Linked DNA regions of Sus scrofa: region 2 is linked to region 1. Evidence: chromatin contacts called from public Hi-C data. All regions are on one chromosome and are shown on one strand. Each heading gives the region's core, a stretch centred on a gene start, on an enhancer-like site or on the middle of the called end of the contact. The rest is flanking DNA. Distances are from core to core; before and after follow the strand shown. Region 1 has its middle 700 kb from the start of MAFB. Region 2 holds the start of MAFB (transcription factor MafB).

Region 1 (5,986 bases), core at 169-2,668:
CTCCATTTCATAGCTCGTTTTAGGAGTGTCACTTTTGCAGTCCTCAGAGCAATGCACAGACAGGTAAACAGAGGAAGCTACTTATAACAGATTCAGCCTTAGTCTATCTTACAGAAGGACAGTGCTATGTCAGGCTCCCTTCCCTCCTGTGCGTCTAAGACCTCGAAATTGAAGGCTGATGGAGTATGATGCTAAGTGGAAGCCTGGTGAAAACCTTATTTAACCTCCCTGCCCTTGAGAAGCCAAAAGTCAGGGATCAGAAGAAAACATTTTTTTCTTGGTTGAACAAGTTAAGAAAGAAGACCAGAGAGAAAGCTTTTCCCAGGTGCGTACAGGTTTGCTAGGTACTTGTGCATGTGAACACAAGTGGGATGCAACTTAGAGGTGCATGGCAGTGTAACTGGAAAATGGCAGAACTCCCTACCTTGGAGTGTCTCCCCCTTCAATCTGCTCTGGGAGACACATAAATCCATGAACTCTCCTTACCAAAATGCAAGCTTCTTTTGAATGTCTTCAACACCAGTGTTTTCTAAGAGCCTGGCACTTAGTAGGTGCTCAGCAGGGGGCAGTGTGACACAGTGGTTCAGAGCCTGGGCAGTATAGCCTCCTCTTCCTCATCTGTAACATGGGGAGGATCAGTCTTTTCATAAGAGTCCTGTACAGATTAAATTAAATAATAGATGTTTAGCCTCGGTACTGAGTAAATAGTCAATAAATGGTAGTTTGCTATTTACATATCTTTAAATTATTATTACAAAATATCTTCCTCCAGCCTAGAACTCCCATCCAAACTCCAGATGAGGAGTCGGGGAAGGCAGGGAAGGCATATCTCTGTCTGCATATCTCTTGTCAGGGAGGTCAGGGAAGGCTTCCAACTCAAAATGTCCAAGATGTAACTCATGAAAACTCCAGCCTCCCAATCTGGTATTTGCCCAGCTCTTTGCTCCCCATCAAGAGAACAGCACCCAAGTTTCACAAACTATTTATCATCCTTGACACCTCCCTCTTCCTTGCTCCTGCCTGCCAAGCTAATTGGAGTCCTTTCATTTTACTACCTACCCTTCTCTTGGGACATCCCACCTCTAGGCATTGTTCCCATCACCTTCACAGTCCAAGCACCATGTTCCCTCCCTTCAGGGACTGCAATGAACCCCTAACTGTTTGCTTCTCACATTCTCCATTGCTCCTCTCCAATATGTTCTTCACTTCGGCAGAAAGACCATTCTTTCGGGAGCATGCCTATGGCCTCCTTGTCCCTTGCTTGAAACCCTCCATTGCTTCCCATGCTTTTAGAATGAAGACCAAATCCCTCAGACTCAGGGTTTCCATCCTCCTTTCCCCTCCTCCCTTCTCCGGGCTCCACTCACTCCAGCTTGTTTCAGTTCCTCAAAAGGCTTCACTTTCTCCCCAGCCCCCCGCCCACTGGTCACAGGACTCAATACCAGCTGGGCACCCTCTCCCCGTCATACCCGCCTTGGGTTGATTAATAATATCTACAATTCAGTTTTGTTGCTTTTTCAGGGAAAGCTCCCTGAACAGATCCATCTCCTTTTCATGTTGTATCTCTCATTTATAAGTATTTATCACTGTTATGATAGAATGTATGTATCTGTGGTTATTTGATTCAGTTTCCCTTTAAGATATAAGCCCCACAGGGGTCAGGGATGAGAAGTGGTGAGACTCAGTTTTTTGCAATTTTGGATCCATATTCTCTACCATAATGATAGATGGTGTGTGTGTGTGTGTGTGTGTGTGCACATGTGTGTCAATATAATAGCTGTCTATTACACCCCAAGACTCAAGACTCACCCCAGGTTTTTATCCACTGACTTCCCTCTATCTTTTCTCCAGCTCTTTGAATCCAGTGAAATCAGGAATTTCATTATGTTTTAATGATAAAGCCAAATTAAAATGGGGGCGAACTCTGACTTTACTTTGGAGATTTTGTTTTGTTGTTGTTCAGAGAAAGCTGTTAGCACATATTACACAAGTCCAGACTTCTCTTTGTTTCTATATGAACTCAGGCTCCAACATTCACTAACTCCCTAAAGATAACAGTACCCTAGAGTGAAAAATCAGAGAGAGGTGATATCAACCACTGAGAGAAACTGGGGGAGCCAAAAGCTGACTCTCTTTCTGTGACTAGAGTAAGCAACTGGTTTTGAGATCTCCAATAAGCAAATATCAGGTGCTATGTCCCACTAAGATCCAAACCAGACAGTGACTTACATGCTAAACCAGTGCTACAGATGGTGGAGAAGTGGAGAAAAGCTAATGATTTAAAGGGCTTTGATTCAAGGAAGTGTTAAGAATTTAACTAGGCATAAACCCAGTTGTGTGGGTGGCAGGTTGAAAGTTGTTTCTGGAAAATTTCACAAACCTTGGGTATGAATTCTTAACGAAGAATAATGCTTCTCAAACTTAATGTGCACATCTGGGGATTTTTACTCACTTTCTGATTCACTGGGCCTTGTGTAGTTCTTGTGGGTTCCCAGGTGATGCAATGTCTCTTGTCTGAGGACTATAGTTTGACCAGCCAGTATGTAGAGCACTTTTACCCATCTTGGAGCAGCTACTTAAGTGACCAATACAGGCCAGAAGATTCCAGTGCTCATGTAAACCATAACTCAGGCTGACAAATTTGCTGTCATCTCTTCTAATGGCTCTGCCACTGGGGACCCATGTCTACCCTGATGCTTTGAAAAATACAAGTTATTCTTTTTTTTTCTCCTTTTTGCTTTTTAGGGCCACACCTATGGCATTGGAGGTTCCCAGGCTAGAGGTACAATTGGAGCTACAGCTGCCAGCCTACACCACAGCCACAGCAACATCAGATCTGAGCCATGTCTGTGTCTGCACCACAGCTCACAGCAACACCAGATCCTCAATCCACTGAGAAAGGCCAGATATCGAACCTGCAACCTCATGGTTCCTAGTCAGATTAGTTTCCACTGTGCCATGATGAGAACTCCACAAGTTATTCTTAATTATTAAAAATAAACCAAACTGGGTAACCATCAGCCTGAAATGTACCCAGGTTAGGAAACTGTTTCTTGATAGATCCTGGTGTCTAGGACCTTGGATTGTGCCTATAGTCAAGATAGTGCTCAGCATCTTTGATACCTGCTGAAAGATTGAGACAAGTGGATAGATGGGGATGGAGGAAGACTAGAAGCTACCTACCAAAATGAGATATCTAGAACAAATACTGAGTGAGAACTCTGCTCTCTCCACATGTCTATTTCATTTAAGTATTATTTCAGATTTCTAAGAGAGGGACTTTTTTTCTTTTCCTTTATTTTAATTAATTAATTAATTTTTTATGTCTGTACCTGTAGCATATGGAAGTTCTGGGGCCAGGTGACCAATTGGAGCTGAAGCTGAGGCCTATAGCACAGCCACAGCAACACGGAATCTGAGTGGCATCTGCAACCTAACTACCTTGCAGCTTGCAGCAAAGCTGGATCCTTAACCCACTGAGTAAGACCCAGGTATCAAATCCATATTCTCATGAACACCATGTCAGGCTCTTCAGTGGCTAAGCCACAACAGGAACTCCAAGAAATTGACTTTTATTTGTATTTCTGCTTTATAGATGTGGAAACTGAATCTGTGGAGATTAAAGAACTTTTAGCTGCTTTCTGAGGGGCCCCAGATTCTTACCCTTAAAGACCTATTTTAGATCTGCTGTTCTTAACCTGACTGCACATTAGAATCTCCTGAGGAGCTTTCAGAAAACATCACACATCACCTCCCCCCACTTTTTTAAATAGCTTCTACCCTATGCATATGGAAGTTCCCAGGCCAGGGGTTGAATATGAGCTGAAGTTGTGACCTACACCACAGCTGCAGTAACACCAGATCCTTAATCCACTGTACTGAGCCAGGATCAAGCCCTCACCTCCGCAGTGACCCAAGGTGCTACAGTCAGATTCTTAACCCACTGCACCATAGTGGGAACTCCAAAAAAAAAAAAAATTCCATTTCTTAACCCTCGAGGATTCTTTTTCCATTACTATTAAAAATAATGCCAACAACAACCGTCCAGGCAATTCAATGTACTTCTAGGCCTGAATATGATGTTCTGGGCTCTGACTCTTAGTTACTAGGATTTATTCCCTCTGGAAAGTCATTCAGCATTTAATACAAAGACCTAGGAATACTTGATGGGGTATTTTGAAGAAGCTGTATTTTGGGTCAAATAGTGCCCAGTCCTAACCTTCCTAACCCCTAGCCCACTTATGTTACTACTGCAGGACAACTTACAGGCTCAATTTGCTGGGATTCCATGTGCTAATGGCTACCCAGCATTTACCGCGTGCCAGAAGGACACTATGCTAAGCACTTTACATACACTGCTTTTTACAATCTTTCAGGAACGTCCAAAAGTGGATACCCAGTAATATTCTCCAGTGAACAGATGGGAAAACTAGGTCTCTGAGAGGTTAAATGCTTTTGTTTGTTACAGGTGGAGGCCAGGATTCACACTCAAGCCCTTTGGCCTGAGTCCAGGGGATAATCCACTTTGCTGTACTCTGTCACTTCGTGGACTGTGCTTGTTTCTCACAGTCTCCGATGGTGCAGGTCTCCACAAAGTGGCATGGAGTCAGAGCAGAAAGCTCTTGAAAAAGCTGAATTTTGTCAGGGAATGGAGCCCACATGAAAGAAGGTCTCGATGCATGGAAGTTTGGGAAACAGATTTCGCTTATAACCAGAAGTGAGTTTTTAACTTGCAAAGACATCCAGCAAGAGAAAAGGTTACTTTGGGTAGGAATGAGTCCCTCCATCATAGCACGTCAACTATCTCCTGGGTACCGACATGGCAATGATGTTGTTAAGGGATTCACAGATCAAATGTGGAGATGGCATGGGTGCCATCTGAGGTCTCCTTTAGGCATGAATCGCTGTGATCCTAGGATCTGACTTTAGTCCCCAAACACTCAATCAGCCAGCGAGGGCTTGATCATTTACAGTTACACAGTGAGATGTTTCCAGGAAAGATTTCCCTGTAGCATTTTAATAAGTACTCTATAAATAATAATTTATTGAAGTTTCCTACTATGTTAGGAAAAGAATATATTAAGGAAGCCTGGCTAATTGAAGCTGGCAGTTAAGTTCCTTGAATCGAAACCAATCGGTTTATCTTGCAGGACTCTAAAGATTTGGGATGAATAGGACTCATTATGTTCCAACATTCTAATACCTAAAGATCCAGATATTTCACAATATATTGACATGGCCTTCCAGGAAACCTATGTGCAACACTGAGTTGAAAATGTTCTGATACAATTAAAAAGAAATTGGATCAGAAAGAGCCTGTGCTCTTCTTTGGCTGGGAGCTGAAGGGACTTGAAAGATGCTGAAACCTCTGAGACTTCAGTCAGCAAGACTGCTGGTCCTAACTTGTATGACCACACAGGGTGAGTTACCAGCGACTGTCCAATTGTATCTGCGGTCTTGGTATAATGTCTTAACAGAGCACCCTTTCCCTTCCAGAAGTGTCTGGGTTTGGGCAATAAATGACATAGTCAATCATTCAAGTTATTCCACAGGGATAGTGACTGGATGGGGTACAGTTTAATGGAGGCAAAACAAGTGCTAAGGAAGACCCAGTTTCAGATGGCGAGAGGGAAGACAGACCAGGAAGCAGAACAGAGGCTCAAGAAGAGAAACTTCTCACCATTCCTCAGTATTTTTGCCCTTGTGTGATTTATTACTTTCATACAACTTGTTCCTTCAGCCAATGTTTGCGTGTGTGTGTGTGTGTGGACATATGAAGAATCTAAAACCTATGGTTGCCCTTTTTTCCTTTAATTTTTTTCCCAAGTTACATTTTTGTAGGGTGGTTAAAAACCAAGACACTAGGATGAGACATAAGGTATATAAAATCCTCTGAAGATTTTGCCTTAACTTGGCAAAAATGAATATAAATCAGGCTTGATAATTCAGTCTCTCTAACCCTTTCTGGAGATTTCATCATAACAGC
Region 2 (6,241 bases), core at 1,609-4,108, 700 kb after region 1:
ATCTCAAAAGCAGGGAAAGAAACGCACATAACATATTGGTCTAAAGAACGCACTTGAAAGTTGCAAAATTACTTGCCAAAGTTTGGGTTTCTCCATCTTTCTGACTGCAGCGGTTGGTTCAACACAAGTTCAGGTCACCGCTGGGCAGTCTGGGCTGGTGAAGACACTCACCCTAAGAATATTTCAGCCCCAGTAATTAGTGGAGGCCTGGAGGGTTTCATAGGGACCGTAGGGTGTTCCGGTTGCAATAAAAAGTAAACAAGATCTGTTTTCCTTTCCTTTCTTCATGGGGATGTCAATTTAGCCCTAAGACCAGGTGACACAAGGATGCTCCCTCCCGGACCTTCAGGGTTTGAAACTCTGCAGCTGCGAGACCCTGGTACTCGGGAGCTGGGACCTCTGTCCTCCTTCTCTCAACACAAAATTGAAAACTAAAACGGGAGAAAAAGAGCACTGAAAGGGGGCACTGAAAGGGGAGAAAACACAACTTCCAAGGGTGCCCCAAGACGAAGTTGTTTTTTCTGATGCAAATACCCAGAAGTTTTCTTTTTTACTTACAAAAAAAGGGGAGCATAATAATAAACCCAAACAAAGACAGCTTGCTGCCACGTTCTCTAAGCGGTTTGGCGGGGCGGGTATTTACAAGCCGACAGCCGAGAGACTGAAACCCGGCAAGCAGCCGCCGGAGTTTCCGAACTGCGATCCCTTCTCACTCAAAGAAACAAGGGGGTTATGATCCATGATCAACAACATGCTAAAGTTAAACAAGAAAATGGTACAAAATAGAAATTATTACCATACATGTCCAGCATGCAGGATTAATATTTTTAATGCAGATTTTCGTATTTTTTTCTATATAATCGAGCAGGCAATAAAACTGATGAGATTTGCGCGCAGAACGTCCTAACTGAGGCCCGCGTCTAGAGGCTGAGAGCCAGTGTTCTCCGGACCCTAGACAGACAGACTCCTCTGTCCTTCTTTCGCTCAGCCTCGCCTCGCGTCTGCAGGGACGCCAGGGTCCCTTCTCCTCTCCTCTCTTCGCTGCTCTCTTGCTGGGCTGGACCGGGCTCCGGACCGCGAGGCATTGGGCTAGCCTTAACGCGCAAAGTTCAGGAAGCCAGGAGTCTCCAGACGGCCTTGGCGACTCCTCGCGACTATGCCTTGCCGCCCTCCAGCCTGGAGAAAAGTTGCTCTGGGACTTCCCACCACCTCGCCTCTCTCTGGCTCTGCTCGAGTCTAGGAGGCGGCGCTGGCACGCGCCGCTCTCGCCTTGGCCAAGGTCCCCTGCCTGCCCGCGCGCCCTCCCGTCGCCTGCGTCCCGCGCGCCCTTCCTCCCTCTCCCTCAAGTCAAACAGGTCAAGGCTGGGGCTGTGGCAGGGACAGGGTCCGGGGGAGTCCAGGGCTGGGGACACGGGACGGGGAGTCCGGGCCAGGGCAAGGGCGGGGGCCGGGACCGGCCACGACTCACAGAAAGAACTCGGGAGAGGAGGGGCTGTCGCTGGTGGAGCCCGCCTCCCTGAAGCCGGAGTTGGCGAGTTTCTCACACTTGACCTTGTAGGCGTCTCTTTCGCGGGCCAGCCGGGACACCTCCTGCTTAAGCTGCTCCACCTGCTGAATGAGCTGTGTCTTCTCATTCTCCAGGTGGTGCTTCTGCTGGACGCGTTTATACCTGCACGACTGGGCGTAGCCCCGGTTCTTCAGGGTCCGCCGCTTCTGCTTCAGGCGGATCACCTCGTCCTTGGTGAAGCCCCGCAGGTGGCGGTTCAGCTCGCGCACGGACATGGACACGAGCTGGTCGTCAGAGAAGCGGTCCTCCACGCTGCCGCTACCGCCAGCCGCCGTCGCGGTGGCCGCCGCGTGCGGCCCAGGCCCGGGATGGCTGGTGGGCAGCTGCTGCGCGGGGCTGGCCGCGCTGGACGGCGGTGGCGATGCTTGGTGATGATGGTGATGGTGTGGATGCGCGTGCGGGCCCAGCTCGTCGTGGGCCACACCGGCGCCCGGGTAAGCGTGGTGCGGGTGTGGGTGGTGGTGGTGATGGTGGTGGTGCGCGCCTCGGAAGCCGTCGAAGCTCTGCAACGGCTGTGGCACTGGGTGCGAGCCGATGAGCGCCTCCACCGCGTCTTCGGGCGTCAGGTTGAGCGCCTCGGGGTTCATCTGCTGGTAGTTGCTCGCCATCCAGTACAGGTCCTCGAGGTGGGTCTTCTGTTCGGTGGGGCTGAAGCTGGGCGACGAGGGCACCGAGCTGCACGGCGTGCTGAGAGGTGTAGACGACACCGAGCCAGCTGGCTGCAGGCGCGTGCAGGGCCGGCCCGGGCGCTCCGCGCGCCCCAGCGGCTCCTTCTTTACGTCGAACTTGAGCAGGTCGAAGTCGTTGACGTACTCCATGGCCAGCGGGCTGGTGGGCAGCTCGGGCCCCATGCTCAGCTCCGCGGCCATCGCTCACGCGAGGCGCAGTCGCCGCTGCCGCCCGGGAAACTTTGCGACCGGCCGGGACGCGCCGAGCCGGGAGCGGGGGCGAAGAGCGGCGAGCCCGGGAGGCGGGGAGCCGAGGGCTCAGCGGGCCGGGGCCGCCGGCCAAGCCTTTGTCTGGGGACGCGGCGGCGCGCCGGAGAGTCCCGAGGCTGCCTGCGCCGCCCCAGAGCTCAGGGATGTGGCCGCGCCGGGGCCGGGACGGCCTGGGAGGGGTGGAGAAGCGAGCGGGACGCGGGGGCTGAACCGAGGGGAGGCGCCGGGCGAGCGCCCGCGGCTCGCTCTCTAGCTCTCTTGCTGTTGGTCTCTCTCGATCGCAGCCGCTCGCAGCCCGGCGGTGCAGCTGTGCGGGATCCGGCGCCGCCACTGCCTTTTATCGCCTCCCTGATGTCACTGGGGCGCGGGGGCCCGGGCGGCCCAGAGCGCTGGCCAATGGCTGCACGGGCCCCACGGCCCGGCGGCGCAGGGCGGGGCGCGCCTGACAGCTCCTCCGCCCCCAGTGTCAGCTGACTGGCGGCGCGAGCAGCCGAAGAGCCGCTGAGGCCTGGCGGAGGGCTGGAGCCAAGTGGGACCGCCGGCCCGGGCCCAGCCCCCACCCCCTCGGAGTCCTGGTCTCCGCCAGCTCTTCGGTGCCCCCCCCCCACCTTATCCACCCCTTCGCGCGCTCTCCTCCTTCTTTACCCTTGTGCCCCCTCCCCTCCCACCAGCCCATATCAACCCCCAGGAGGCTCAGAATGAGCGCCGGGATGGCACCTCTCTGGCCCATTGTTCCCTAGCGTCCCCCGCCCAGTGGGGGACGCTCCGTGTGCCGCTGGGTCTCGGGCCGGTGTATGCGGTGCAAGGCTGTGTTTCTACAGATCTGCTCGCGTTTGTGTGTTGCGGGGTGGGGTGGGGGGGCGAGGTCGGGGCTCCAAGAGTTGTGTTCAGATCCAACTCTTAACCTCCTCGGGCCAAGCAGGGTCTGCCCCCCTCCTGGAGGGTGCAGTGCCCGGGCCCGGATTTAGAACTCCGCTGGCCGCGCAGCTCCCTGCTCACCCCACCCACAAATGCACAAGATGAAGGGAGCTGGGAAGGAATCGGCCCAAAGGCTCAGAAGCCCTCTCCCAGGCAAATGCACGGAACCCTGAATTCGCCGAGGCTGGGGGCTGAGGCCAGCCCAGGACGGTGCTCCGGGTGGCTCTTGGCTGCTGCGAATCCGGCCCTGTTTTTGTTTGAACGTTTTGTAACGATTAAGCAGATCCCGGCGTCAGCCCAAGGTGGAGAGGCTCAAACAGGCATAAAGTGCGACCCCAAGTGGCCACTTCGCGCAAAGGCGCGCTGAACCGCGGGACCCGCAGCAGAAAGGCTCGGCCGACGCCTGAGACCCAACTGGGTCTCCCCAACACGCCCAATTCAACCTGGCCCAGAAAGTAGGCTGTGTGCGCACCGGAGCTCAGGACAGGTTCCTCTGGGGCCACGCACAGGTTCTCGGTTCGGTTCTCGGACTCAGTCGCGATTTCCGCGCTGATGTCCCCCATGGAACTCTGTGCCCCAGCTGGGGGTGGGGGCGGGGGTGGGGAGATGCCCGGCGGCAGCTCCTTGAGCTGGAAACTCCTAGGCAGAGTTAGGCCGAGGGCCGAAAGAGGAAATGCTCCAGCCAGGGGCCCCAGAGCTGTGCAATGAGAAACCTCCGCTAAGCGCAGACGGGGACCCCGGAGCGTACCGTACTAAAGGCATTGAGACAGGGCTCCCGCTCTGCGCGCTTTTCTATCTGGTCCAGGATGGCCCGAAATATGAGCTCCCAAAACCCCGGCCCGGGCAAAGAAACGGAGAAACCGCAAATTCGCTGGACGCGGAGACCCGACCCGCCTCCCGCGTCGCCTTCTGCTCTTCAGCTTTGGGCGCGCGCAGTGAAGGGCAGGAGAAGCGCGCACTGGGTGAGTGTGTCCAGGCTGCTGCCTCTGCAGGACCGGCACGATCGACGCCGCGTGTAAGTGTCAGGTGGGCACACCAATGCAGACGCAGCCAGATATTTTTTTAAGTGTTAGAAGGTAAAATATTTGCCTCCGATTAATGTGAAAACTATTCTCTTGCGCTCTCGGTGTGGCTGGAGAGAGTAGCGGTCGTGGGCCGCCTGTTTTTAATAAAATGAATATATTTTAATTAAAACTTGGACTGAAAGGTTTGGATCAACAACTGCATTGCTGGAAAAGCCCGTCTTCATCCCTCTGCGAGAAGCGTGCTCTCCGCAGAAACAATTAGGCTGTCTCCAGGGAAATTCTGGGCCGTGCCGCTGCCCCGCCCCTGCTCGAAGCTGGGCGCTGCGGACACTCATCCTCCCCGTCCCTGCCTCGTTCTCACGCAGCGAGAGAGCACTCGGATCGCGCGGCTAAGCAGGGAAACGTTTCGAGGCCACGCTTTGTCGGCCGTCTTGGGTCTACGCAGATTGTGGCTCGGACTGCCGGCGGCCAGGGCCAGACAAACGCCCTGGGTTCTCCCGGTGCCCCGGAACCCCAGCCGGCAGCGCCCTCCTTCCCGCGGACACTGCGGGCTTCTGTGAGCGCACCGAGACAGCCGCGCGGGTCTGCACCCTCATTGTGTCCCATCGGGTCTAGACGTCTCACTCTTGCTGTCGAGGACCTAACCTGAGCCTCAGGAAGGTGACCCATTGAGGCCGTAGGATTCCTTGAGCACCAGCTCTGCAGGTCCGAGCTTCCTGCTCTTCTGCGGGCATCCTGCCACCATCTCGAGAATTCGGGGGTTTTGTCTGGGGGGCTGCGTTCCTCTTTGTCCCTGTGCCTCTGTCTTGGGTTTTGGTCACTCCCTTCCCCTGGACTCTAACTGAGGTATCTCTGTCCTTTCTTAGGTCCACCCTCCCCAATAACCTGTTTCATTGCCGTCCTCCCAGCCTAGCCAGTCCCTCCTCTACCTACACTGACCCTAACTATCTCCACTAAAAACTATTGGAAACTGGGCTTGTGAAGGAGACAGGAGGTTCCTCCGGAGTTAAAGCTGCTGCAGAGCAGCTAACCTCACGGGTTAGCACCGGCCTCGCCCCTCCGGCTCCTGCTGCGCTCTGCCTGGGTCACAGCGCCCCAACCCTGTGGCCTCCAGCTCCTGGCCAGCCACTAGCCACCCGGCTGCCTCCTCTCTGTGCCCTGATGGGGAGGAGGGATGCTGTAGGGATCAGCGAGGCGGCTCCCTTCCCCGAATCCCAGAGGCTACATCCCATCCCTGAAAGATGAGCCGGGTAGTGAGGGAAGAAAAGAGAAGTGCTGGTGGGAGAGGTGGAGAGTCGAGGAGGAGAAGCCAGCGAGGGGTAAGAGGCCTGAAGACACAGGAGTAGTGAGCGCAGCCCAAAGCCTCTTTTGAAGGGAAGACAAGGAGGGCTGGTAGCAACCAGAGTCCTCTACTGAACAATTTATCTCTGATCCCCAAAATTCCAATTCGAAGTTTGCACCCCCTCTCCAAAGCCACCGCAGGCTGGGCCAGAGGAGATTGCGCTCTGTGCGCACTCCCTTGGGATTCTTCAGCTAGATGTTGAGTGAGGAGGCTGTGTTCTGTCTGAACCACCGCGGTGCCTCTGGGCACTCGAGATGGAAGTGGATGAAAAGTTATTCTTTAAGGGAGCAAGGGGCCACCGCCAACGACGGGGTTTGAGATTCGCCCCACCGCTGCTGCCGAACGCCCCTGCCCAGCCCACCCACTAACCCGAGAGTGGCCTCGCACTCTCCTGTGCGCCTCCAGCCCAGCGGGGCGCTCCTGGCAGCCGCGCTCAGCCCCAGGTGCATCA

The links. Hi-C and Micro-C count contacts between places; a contact is called where the count stands out from the background.
Region 2: a contact with region 1 is called in a Hi-C map of retroperitoneal adipose tissue, with 1.9 times the contacts expected there. The contact joins the promoter of MAFB here to the enhancer-like site in region 1. A contact is called at or near these places in 1 of 5 promoter capture datasets (fetal skeletal muscle), 10 of 47 Hi-C or Micro-C datasets (heart right ventricle, mesenteric adipose tissue, omental adipose tissue and 4 more) and 1 of 2 datasets of contacts at active chromatin or transcription factors (skeletal muscle).

What each region holds. Positions count from the first base shown.
Region 1 is chr17:42,712,268-42,718,253 of Sscrofa11.1, forward strand. No RefSeq gene overlaps it. Among named protein-coding and RNA genes, the nearest start is that of MAFB, 700 kb to the right of the region's middle. Within about 2 kb of position 1,419, at least 3 of the 83 cell types and tissues checked have an H3K27ac peak or open chromatin away from gene starts, as enhancers often do. A contact at or near this core is called in retroperitoneal adipose tissue, where this site is marked.
Region 2 is chr17:43,408,924-43,415,164 of Sscrofa11.1, forward strand. MAFB (transcription factor MafB) reads right to left here and starts at 2,859. Exons shown (of 1, transcript XM_013985377.2): 1 at 1-2,859. The coding sequence starts at 2,436. The coding sequence ends at 1,465.